3 separate regions of the Rattus norvegicus genome follow, and regions 2 and 3 are each linked to region 1. A link is a contact called in public Hi-C data. All regions are on one chromosome and are shown on one strand. Each heading gives the region's core, a stretch centred on a gene start, on an enhancer-like site or on the middle of the called end of the contact. The rest is flanking DNA. Distances are from core to core; before and after follow the strand shown.

Region 1 (2,770 bases), core at 180-2,679:
AAAATGTTAGCCATGATAACTGTGCTTGGAATGATGTTAGTGAGTGAAAAGCAGTTTGGTGACTCCCATCATCCTGAACCTGACTCAGCTCACTTCTTTCCTCCATATTGAAACATGAGAGTTCTCACCAGTTGAACCAGAAACATAGGAAATGGATGAAATTGCATCAGATATGATGTAGATTTTACAGCATCAGCAAGAGTCACCTTCAGAGAATACCCTCTAATTTTCAAGTATTACAGAAGACACACTTCCTACCAAAGTCATTCTTATAAAGCAGACTTGCTTAAAAAAAAAGTTGCATTTTTTGGCGTATGCCTTCACCTTCCAACTTATCTACCTCAAAAAAGTAAAGTTAAAATGCTCATTAGCTGGAGACGAACTCAATATTTCGGCATAATAAAGAATAAAACATTTAACCACAAAACGGAAAACAGAAGTGGATGGACATAATAAGGTTGTTTACGGAAGAGAATGGATGTGGTGTACATTTATATGCTCTGAAAGAAAAATAGTACACAGAATATGGACTTACTTTTTAAAAAAGAGAAAAAATAAAATTCTGAGTTCCTGTGTAGTGAAATTTTCTAGAAGAGTCTTTGAATATAATTTCCATACACTTGGATTATTTACCTTTTTCTCTTGCAAATTTTTCTAACCTAAAGACATCAGGAGCAACTTGAGTCTCCAATTCCCTCAACTTATGCAATTAACCCTATTTCTGCACTGGTCAGGAGAGTGACTCCATTTCAATGTGCTCGGTTTCTGCCAAGGAACATGTTGGTGAAGGCCATGGACAAGAGGCTTGGTGTTAACAGGAGGCATGGAAAGGGTGTCTAGTTCATGTCTTGTCAAGAATGTGTGGTGGTTGTGTGGTTGTTTGGGAGTAAGAGAAGGAGATAACAGGCTCTCATTCACAGGAGTGCTCGGTGAATCAGAATGGATCTCAGACTACATTTTAAGGAAAATGTGCCTCACTCTGAAAAGAAAGAAGAGAGTGAAACAGGGCTTCAGACTCAGTAGAGCAGGAGAAATTGGGCTTCTGGGATTATTTTATACTTGAAAACAAGTCAGAGAATCTGTTGTGAATGTGTTTGCAGAAATGCTTTCAAGAATTGAAAAGCTAAGTGCAAGCCAGGATGGGTGGGGTTCCAGAGTGGCAGCTTGAACTTTGCTCCCTAGTCAGGAACTAACATTCATTCACCTAAGTCAGCTCAAGATACAGTCATAGAACAAGAACAAGAAAGCGATTTTGAATTTGCCCTTGAAGTTGTCTCCTTACGCAACAACCAGAAATGTCAGGGGCAACCCTCTGTAAAGCAGTTCACTCTGCCTGCTCTTCCTTTGCAGTGAAACAGTCCTTCCTTCTACCAGCGGATGGGAACAGGCTGGTTTGATCAAGTCACACAGTCAGGTGCCAGTAGAGTGGAAACTGCTGTCTCTCCATGCTCTTCGTACTCTGGCCAGCTCTTTCCACAGAACCACCAACCTGCTGTTCTAAAGTCTCCAAGAGTTTCCCAAAATACAAGAATTGCTTATCTTTGAAGTGCTGCTAGCAGACAATGGGCCAGTGTTGTAGTTTATCAAAGGCTCTTGCGTTCGCCTACCAATCCTGGGAGAAAATATTGTACCACAAAAGAGCAAATATCAAATGCAGCCCAGCTGGCCGTCACTGGTCTCTTTTCCTTTCTCTGCCTTCATACACTGGGGTTATTCCACCAGCAGCAACGTTAACAAAGGTCTGTTTAACTGAGTTGGAGGGGAGACAGTATGCATTTCCAGAAGCAACTCTAAACTTCAAGACTGTACAAATCATGTCTGATTTTTGTGACTTAATGGAGTTTCCAGCTAATGCCAGCACTCTTTTTCTGAGTCAGTTCCATTATTTGGAAAGTAAATAAAGGAAATATTTTTCAATCCCCCAAATATCATTTCAAATGCAAATACTTAGAGAAAAAAAAGTCTCAAAGGACACCAGAAAAAACAGACTTTGAAAATTAGCCTTTCCAAGCAGAATAGGAAGGAAAAAAATGTTTTTCAAACAGAGGATTAAGAGTTCTTTTATTTACACATGGAGGAAAGTAACTAAATATTGACAGTGTTCTATACTACAGTTAGGACTATATACACAAGAGGCTGTTGACTCTAGATATGTCAGACAAAAACAAACCTAAAATGTTTCCCTTTCCCTCAGTACAATAAGAAATGATGGTGTTATAAATAATATTCAGTCTCCATCATGCTGAACTAGCAAAAAAGATCCCTAGATGTTTCTGCTGTAAAAAGATGATCCCCAAGGCCCTCTTCGTTTGCAGGCTTCACTTCTTTCTCTCCAGCATGGGGCAGGGGAGTAGCAGTCCATCAAATTAGTTAATTGCAATGAATCAGTGGTAATAGGACTTTTTACCTTGGGCAATTCTTTTATGTCTCACCATGTTAATGAAGTTCCTAGACTTAAACCAAAACCCAGATGGTTTAATTTGTAATGTCAGGAATAGGAGAGAGAGATTTTTTTTCCTTATTCAATTTATCTTAGAAGGCAAGACAGCATAAAACCTTCCTAATCTTTTCACATTGTATTTCACAGACTCTATTGTATTGAAATTTATTGACTAATGATGGTAAAACCCTATAGGATAGAATCCCTAATAGACCTCATAGTGTTTAAGAAATGTACAATGTTGCTTTTGGTAAACCTTCCCAGAGCAATGTGGGAATTCCCTTTCCAAGGGAAAAACAGAGTTAATAATTCAGAGGTTTCCATTCTTTA
Region 2 (2,770 bases), core at 166-2,665, 240 kb before region 1:
GACCACTGAGAATAGCGTATAGATAAACATGGATGTGCAGGTATCTCGGAGTTATGCTGACTTAGAGTCCTCAGTTACTCAGTCTGGAGTGGTGTGGCTAAAGCATGTAGGAACTGTATCCTTGGCTGTGCTTCTCTGGGAACCTCTGCACAGATTTCCACAGTCACTGCCCCGGTCTCCAGTCTCGTCAGCTGTAAAGAAGGACTCCTTTCTGCCACCCTCTCCTCCGGTCAGCATTTGCTGATTTCTTGGTGACAGGAGAAAGAAGGATCTCAGTGTTGTCTTATTTTGCATTTCCCCAGTGGCTAAGGATGCTGGGCATTTTCTCATTTATTCTCTGCCAATTTGTATTTCTTTAACTCCCTCTTGAACTGCAGTCATGGAACATACAGGGTGGATGATCTTCTCCATCCCTTAAGACTCTTTCCTTTTAAAATCCACTTCATCCCCCTCAAAGCCTCCCCAAATTTCCCTCCATTTGGTGCCTTTCCTTCCTCCATGGATGCTAAGAATATCATCGGAACAATAGAAAGCAGCGGTCACTCCAGCCTCTACCCTCCCCCCCCCCTTTGCAGTCAGCCGTGGGAAAATGCAAGCTTCCCTGGGCTTTTAAATGATGCCTGGGTCATTTAATGTCAGGGGGAAGAATTTCTTGGCTATTAAAAATACATTAACAACTGGGATCCAAGATCTGTGTCTCCTCATGCAATGACATCACTGTGCAATGCTCACCCCCTCCCATTTCATTCCAAAGATATAATTATTGATACTCACAAAAACTGTTGAATCTACAAAGCAATAAGAAACCGCTTTAGTAGGCACGAGGGAGGGAGGGAGAGAGAGAGAGAGAGAGAGAGAGAGAGAGAGAGAGAGAGAGAGAGAGAGAGAGAGAGAGAAAGGACACAACTAATTGATAAAATTCAACAATGGGCTCTCATAGCCTATTCTTACAGTTGCAATGAAGCACGCCGGCCAATAGATGGCAGGCACTGACTGCTCCACAAATGTCTAGTTCCCACCCACATTGAATCAGCCACGTCTAAATTTGCTGTGTCAGGGTGGGATTTTCAGAACCATCCATCCTTGCTACATCCACCAGACGGGTGCTGCAGTTTCTGTCTCTCCACAGCTGTATGGTCACAGAAGAGACCTTGCATTGCGACACATTAAGAAGCCCTTTCTGTTGTTGATGCCCAAGTCCTCAGACAAGGCTGAAGTTCGTCCCACTCTATCTACAGTGGCCAGTCTACGTGTTCTTCAAAATAATGCCCCCTCTTCCTTGTGTATGTCCTTGTCCTTGAGCTTCTCCACATCGTCCACTGTCCCCTCAGCTTTATAGCTCAGACCTAGCCATGATCTATACGGTTATGTTTGCCCTGGTGATGATAGCTTTCCAAGCCTGACCTTTGCCTCAGCACAGGGTGCTTGGTAGAACTAGATAGAAGTCTGCAATCTGTAGGTGAGGAAGAAGGCAGCATGGACTTAGCATGTTCCAGCCTTGTGATCCTGGGACAAAGATAAAATCCAGGGAGGAGCTTTTCAACACACCTGACTGTATCTATCCATTCCTCCTTTGTCTGTCCGAAATTTATTTTGAGTCTACTAGTTTTGTTTGGGAGTGGTGCCTGTTTTCTGCTGGAGTTCAAATCCAGGGCCTCACAAATGCTAGGTAAGCACCCTGCCCCCGAGCCACACACCTGCCCTTTGGTTCTAGTCCTCGGAGTTACAGCTGTGACACATTATTAACTGCGGCTGCGTCGAGAGCTTACATCATCCTATTGTCAACACCGCCAACTCCGCTCCACACACAGAACATTGACATGACGCCCAGATGTCGTTGCAGGAGCACTACTAACAAACTTGGCGTGACTCTAGCAAACCCGTGAAGTAAATTGTTGGTCTCGATTCCCAATTTATCTGTGAGGAAACCAAGGCACAAAGACATTAAATAATTTTGAGGAAAGCCACATGGATTGCCAGGATTTGTGCTGCAGTCACCTGTCCGGAGGCATTACATCCTTAGCAACTGTGCTAAGCTACACCGGGAACTAGCAGTGAGGCACAGAAAGAACTAACTCATCCTCTCTGCCTGTCAAAATGGTGACAGGCTGGCTTGAAGGTGAACGTGAGCTTTAGCTCCTGCCTGAAACATCCTCCTATGGGTCTTTACAAGTCCACACTGGGGGCTGGGGATTTAGCTCAGTGGTAGAGCGCTTACCTAGGAAGCGCAAGGCCCTGGGTTCGGTCCCCAGCTCCGAAAAAAAGAACCAAAAAAAAAAAAAAAAAAAAAAACCACAAGTCCACACTGGCCGAAATAATCCAGTACAGACTTGGTAAGGTTACACAAGCACGAAGGAAGGTTCCAAGAGCTAGGAGTTAATTAGCACAGGTCTCACTACCGAGAGAAGAAGGCTGGGATATGACACTGACTTAGCCTCTGGTCTATGCTTCACATTTTAAAACTAAGAGTAATTCATCATAATAACTACAGAATCTTCCAGGGGAATCTGCTAGACATTACGGGGAGCAGCTTTGACAACTGAGAGGGGCGTGGGGTCCCTCCAAAAACAACAGTGTACACCAGAGCTTCAGTGTTATATCAAACCATGCCTGTAGACACTAGATACAACATAAAATGTAAAGTGCGCTTGGCAGCTACTCAGGAGTTAAAAATAAAATTACCACATGACCCAGTCCACAGTATATACTCCTCCCCCAAATAGATTAAAACAGAGGCTTTACTTATATGTTAATATTCCTAGCAGCCTAT
Region 3 (2,770 bases), core at 141-2,640, 130 kb before region 1:
ACTTGCCAACTTCTCTTTTAGCTATCCCCCTAGTAAAGGTTCTAAAGGGAGAAAGTACAAAGCTTTGAGTCCAACCCAAAAAGTTTGCAAAGAAAATATGTGAGTTTATGACAAATGGTTGTCTACAGAGGGGATCAGAAAAGCATTCTGTGTAATATCACTAATGTTGAATGACTTTCAATAATGGTAAGGCCTTACTATCTAGTGCATTAAAATGTCTTAAGTATTCCTTTAAGAGAAAGTTAAGATCCCTGAAACATGATGTGCAGAAACCTTTTAAAAATAACTTTTAAAGACTCTCCAGCTGTAAATGTGTGTTGCCAGTTACTGGGGACTTGCATCCTCTGAAGAAATTATTGAACGTTCTCTTCAGGAGATGGCCTCCTTCCAATGGTCTCTTCATTCGGAATGAAGTTTATGACAGTAAACAGCTCTTACTTTCGAGAACCAAAGACTGTTCAGAGTAAGAGCTTTCAAATTGATAAATATATAGCCTCCTTGTCGTTGCTATTGGGAATTTGAAGGATTTAACCTAAGTAAACATATTTCCACCAACGGTGAACGGAAACTTACTAGTAGCTTCTGTGCTTACTACAGGATTCTTCTTGGCCCTCGCTGAATTCAGGTAGATGTAGTACTTGCATGAACACCACGCTCACTGGTCAAGCATGAACTAAGACCGTCACAGTGATCATTTCCTTTTATCGCACAATGAAATTGAGGGGATACTCATTTAGGGTCCCATTTTACACAGCTTTATATCGTTTAAATACTGTCCCAAATTCTATGAGGAAGAATTGAGATATGAGCCCAGGCAAGCTAATCCAAAACCTTCAGAATTTACCTACTTACTTTTTTATCACAGGTTTCTAGGATGTAAAAAGTAAAATCCTGACCTGGGCGGTAGTGTCACTCGCCTTTAATCCTGGCGCTCAGGAGGCAGAGGCAGGTGAAACTCTGAATTTGAGGACAGCCTGGTCTACAGAGTGAGTTTCAGGACATCGGAGGCTACAAACAGAAACCCTATCTCAAAAAAACCCAAGACAATAAATAAATAAAATTCGAATATAAAAGTTCTTGGGACTAGTTGTTAAATAAAATGTTATTTCTTCCCAAAAGGTTCTTGTTAAACTTCTATTTACGGTATTATGAGAATTAGCTAGTTTCTAAATAGTAGCTTGTCATATTAGTGCAACATTTTAAATGTTTTCAAGTTCCACAGGTCACTACAGTTTTAAAGCAAACCAGGCTGGGTACAAGAACACAAATAAAAAAAATACTTAAGGAAGAAACGATATCAAAATTGTTTACCTGTTACTTGAACTGAGAAGAAGCTGAGAGCCAAGAATAGCAGTCTGAGTGTCATTGTCCTGATGAGGGTCAGGGCTGCAGCTCCTCCTGTGAGCAAGGCCGAGTGTGGTGTGAAGTTAAGTGGCACCTGCCAAGGTCTGTGACTCTCTGCCATCCAGGGCCACCTTACGGGGCACATGATCAAGGGATTCAAACCACAAGGCTTCGTGACTTTCACACAGGATATTACATTCTGTTTTTGATGACTTGACTTTTACTTCTTTTAGCGACTGCCCCACCCCCAGGCACTGAAAAGAGTGTCAACCACCAGATAATATGCTCAGGAGAGTTATTTGCTGATGAGTAACAGAACCGTGAAATGTGAGTGCTGAGGGTCCAGCAATGACAAGAGCAGACAAACAAGGTATTCTAAAGAAAAGAGAAAACCCTCTCGTGGAAAACAAACTCTTACAGACAAGCCCAAAACATAAGGCTGTGTGGGAAGTTGGGAGATTTCTATATAAGTGTTTAAATTCTATATAAATGTTATGAAATTGATGCTTGTAACAATCTTAACATAATCCTATGGAATGTATGTACAGCTCACTTCTACCAATTTTGAAAACTGCCCCCAAGTACACACTTTTCCAAGTACACACTTTTCCAAGTACACACTTGGCAAGCACCCAGGGAGCTGAGCAGCTGCAGAAATTTCCAGAGCAAAGAGGAAGTCATAAAAACGCCATATTTTTTTTTAGGGAAACAGGAGGCAAACAAAACAGGTTCCCTATGTCCCTCAAAGAACCATTCAAAACCCGGACCATTGGAAGGTGCACCACAGAGACATCCTGGGGTATCTGTAACCAGCCCTCCACACCTCTCAACCCCTGGCCTATAGACAGGACTAGTATACCAGCATGGCCAGCCCCATATTCCTCTTCTGGAACCTTCCTTGATCCTCCTGGCCAGCATCTGTACTCAACAGCTTCCCTGGTAGTCCGGCTTTTATACAAGCTGTAAACACCCGATGAGGTGTCAGCACTGCATGGTTATACGAATCTCACACACGTTAGCTTTTTCAAAACTTTCTCCATGATTATTTTTTTCTTTCCTGATAATCTAAGCTTTGTGAAACCAGCCTCGTTTGTGGTTTTGTATATATTTTAAAGGACAATTTGTATTGTTTTTTTCATATGTAGAAAATTTAGAAAAAGAAATATAAGCATAAAAATCAAGGTTTACCTGCATTCTTCCCAAATTGTAAAAGCACTTAATATTTGAGCCATTACTTTCCATGTTGTTTTGTTTGTGGTTTTTTGTAGATATGTTATCATATGTTAATTTCAAAGGCATCCCCATGTGATGTAGATATTTTATTAAGTTTTAGCTGGTATATAAAACAAATATTAAATGTATTAATGAAAAAAACATGAAATTTTATAGGCATATATTTTTAAATATTTAAATCAGATTAAGAATT

Evidence for each region. Hi-C and Micro-C count contacts between places; a contact is called where the count stands out from the background.
Region 2: a contact with region 1 is called in a Hi-C map of liver, with 5 times the contacts expected there. The contact joins two enhancer-like sites. A contact is called at or near these places in 2 of 12 Hi-C or Micro-C datasets (liver and mammary epithelial cells).
Region 3: a contact with region 1 is called in a Hi-C map of kidney, with 2.0 times the contacts expected there. The contact joins the promoter of Cd28 here to the enhancer-like site in region 1. A contact is called at or near these places in 2 of 12 Hi-C or Micro-C datasets (kidney and liver).

What each region holds. Positions count from the first base shown.
Region 1 is chr9:69,527,865-69,530,634 of GRCr8, reverse strand. No RefSeq gene overlaps it. Among named protein-coding and RNA genes, the nearest start is that of Raph1, 45 kb to the right of the region's middle. Within about 2 kb of position 1,429, at least 5 of the 93 cell types and tissues checked have an H3K27ac peak or open chromatin away from gene starts, as enhancers often do. A contact at or near this core is called in kidney and liver, where this site is marked.
Region 2 is chr9:69,768,691-69,771,460 of GRCr8, reverse strand. No RefSeq gene overlaps it. Among named protein-coding and RNA genes, the nearest start is that of Ctla4, 43 kb to the left of the region's middle. Within about 2 kb of position 1,415, at least 26 of the 93 cell types and tissues checked have an H3K27ac peak or open chromatin away from gene starts, as enhancers often do. A contact at or near this core is called in liver, where this site is marked.
Region 3 is chr9:69,658,936-69,661,705 of GRCr8, reverse strand. Cd28 (Cd28 molecule) reads right to left here and starts at 1,390. Exons shown (of 4, transcript NM_013121.2): 1 at 1,312-1,390. The coding sequence starts at 1,366.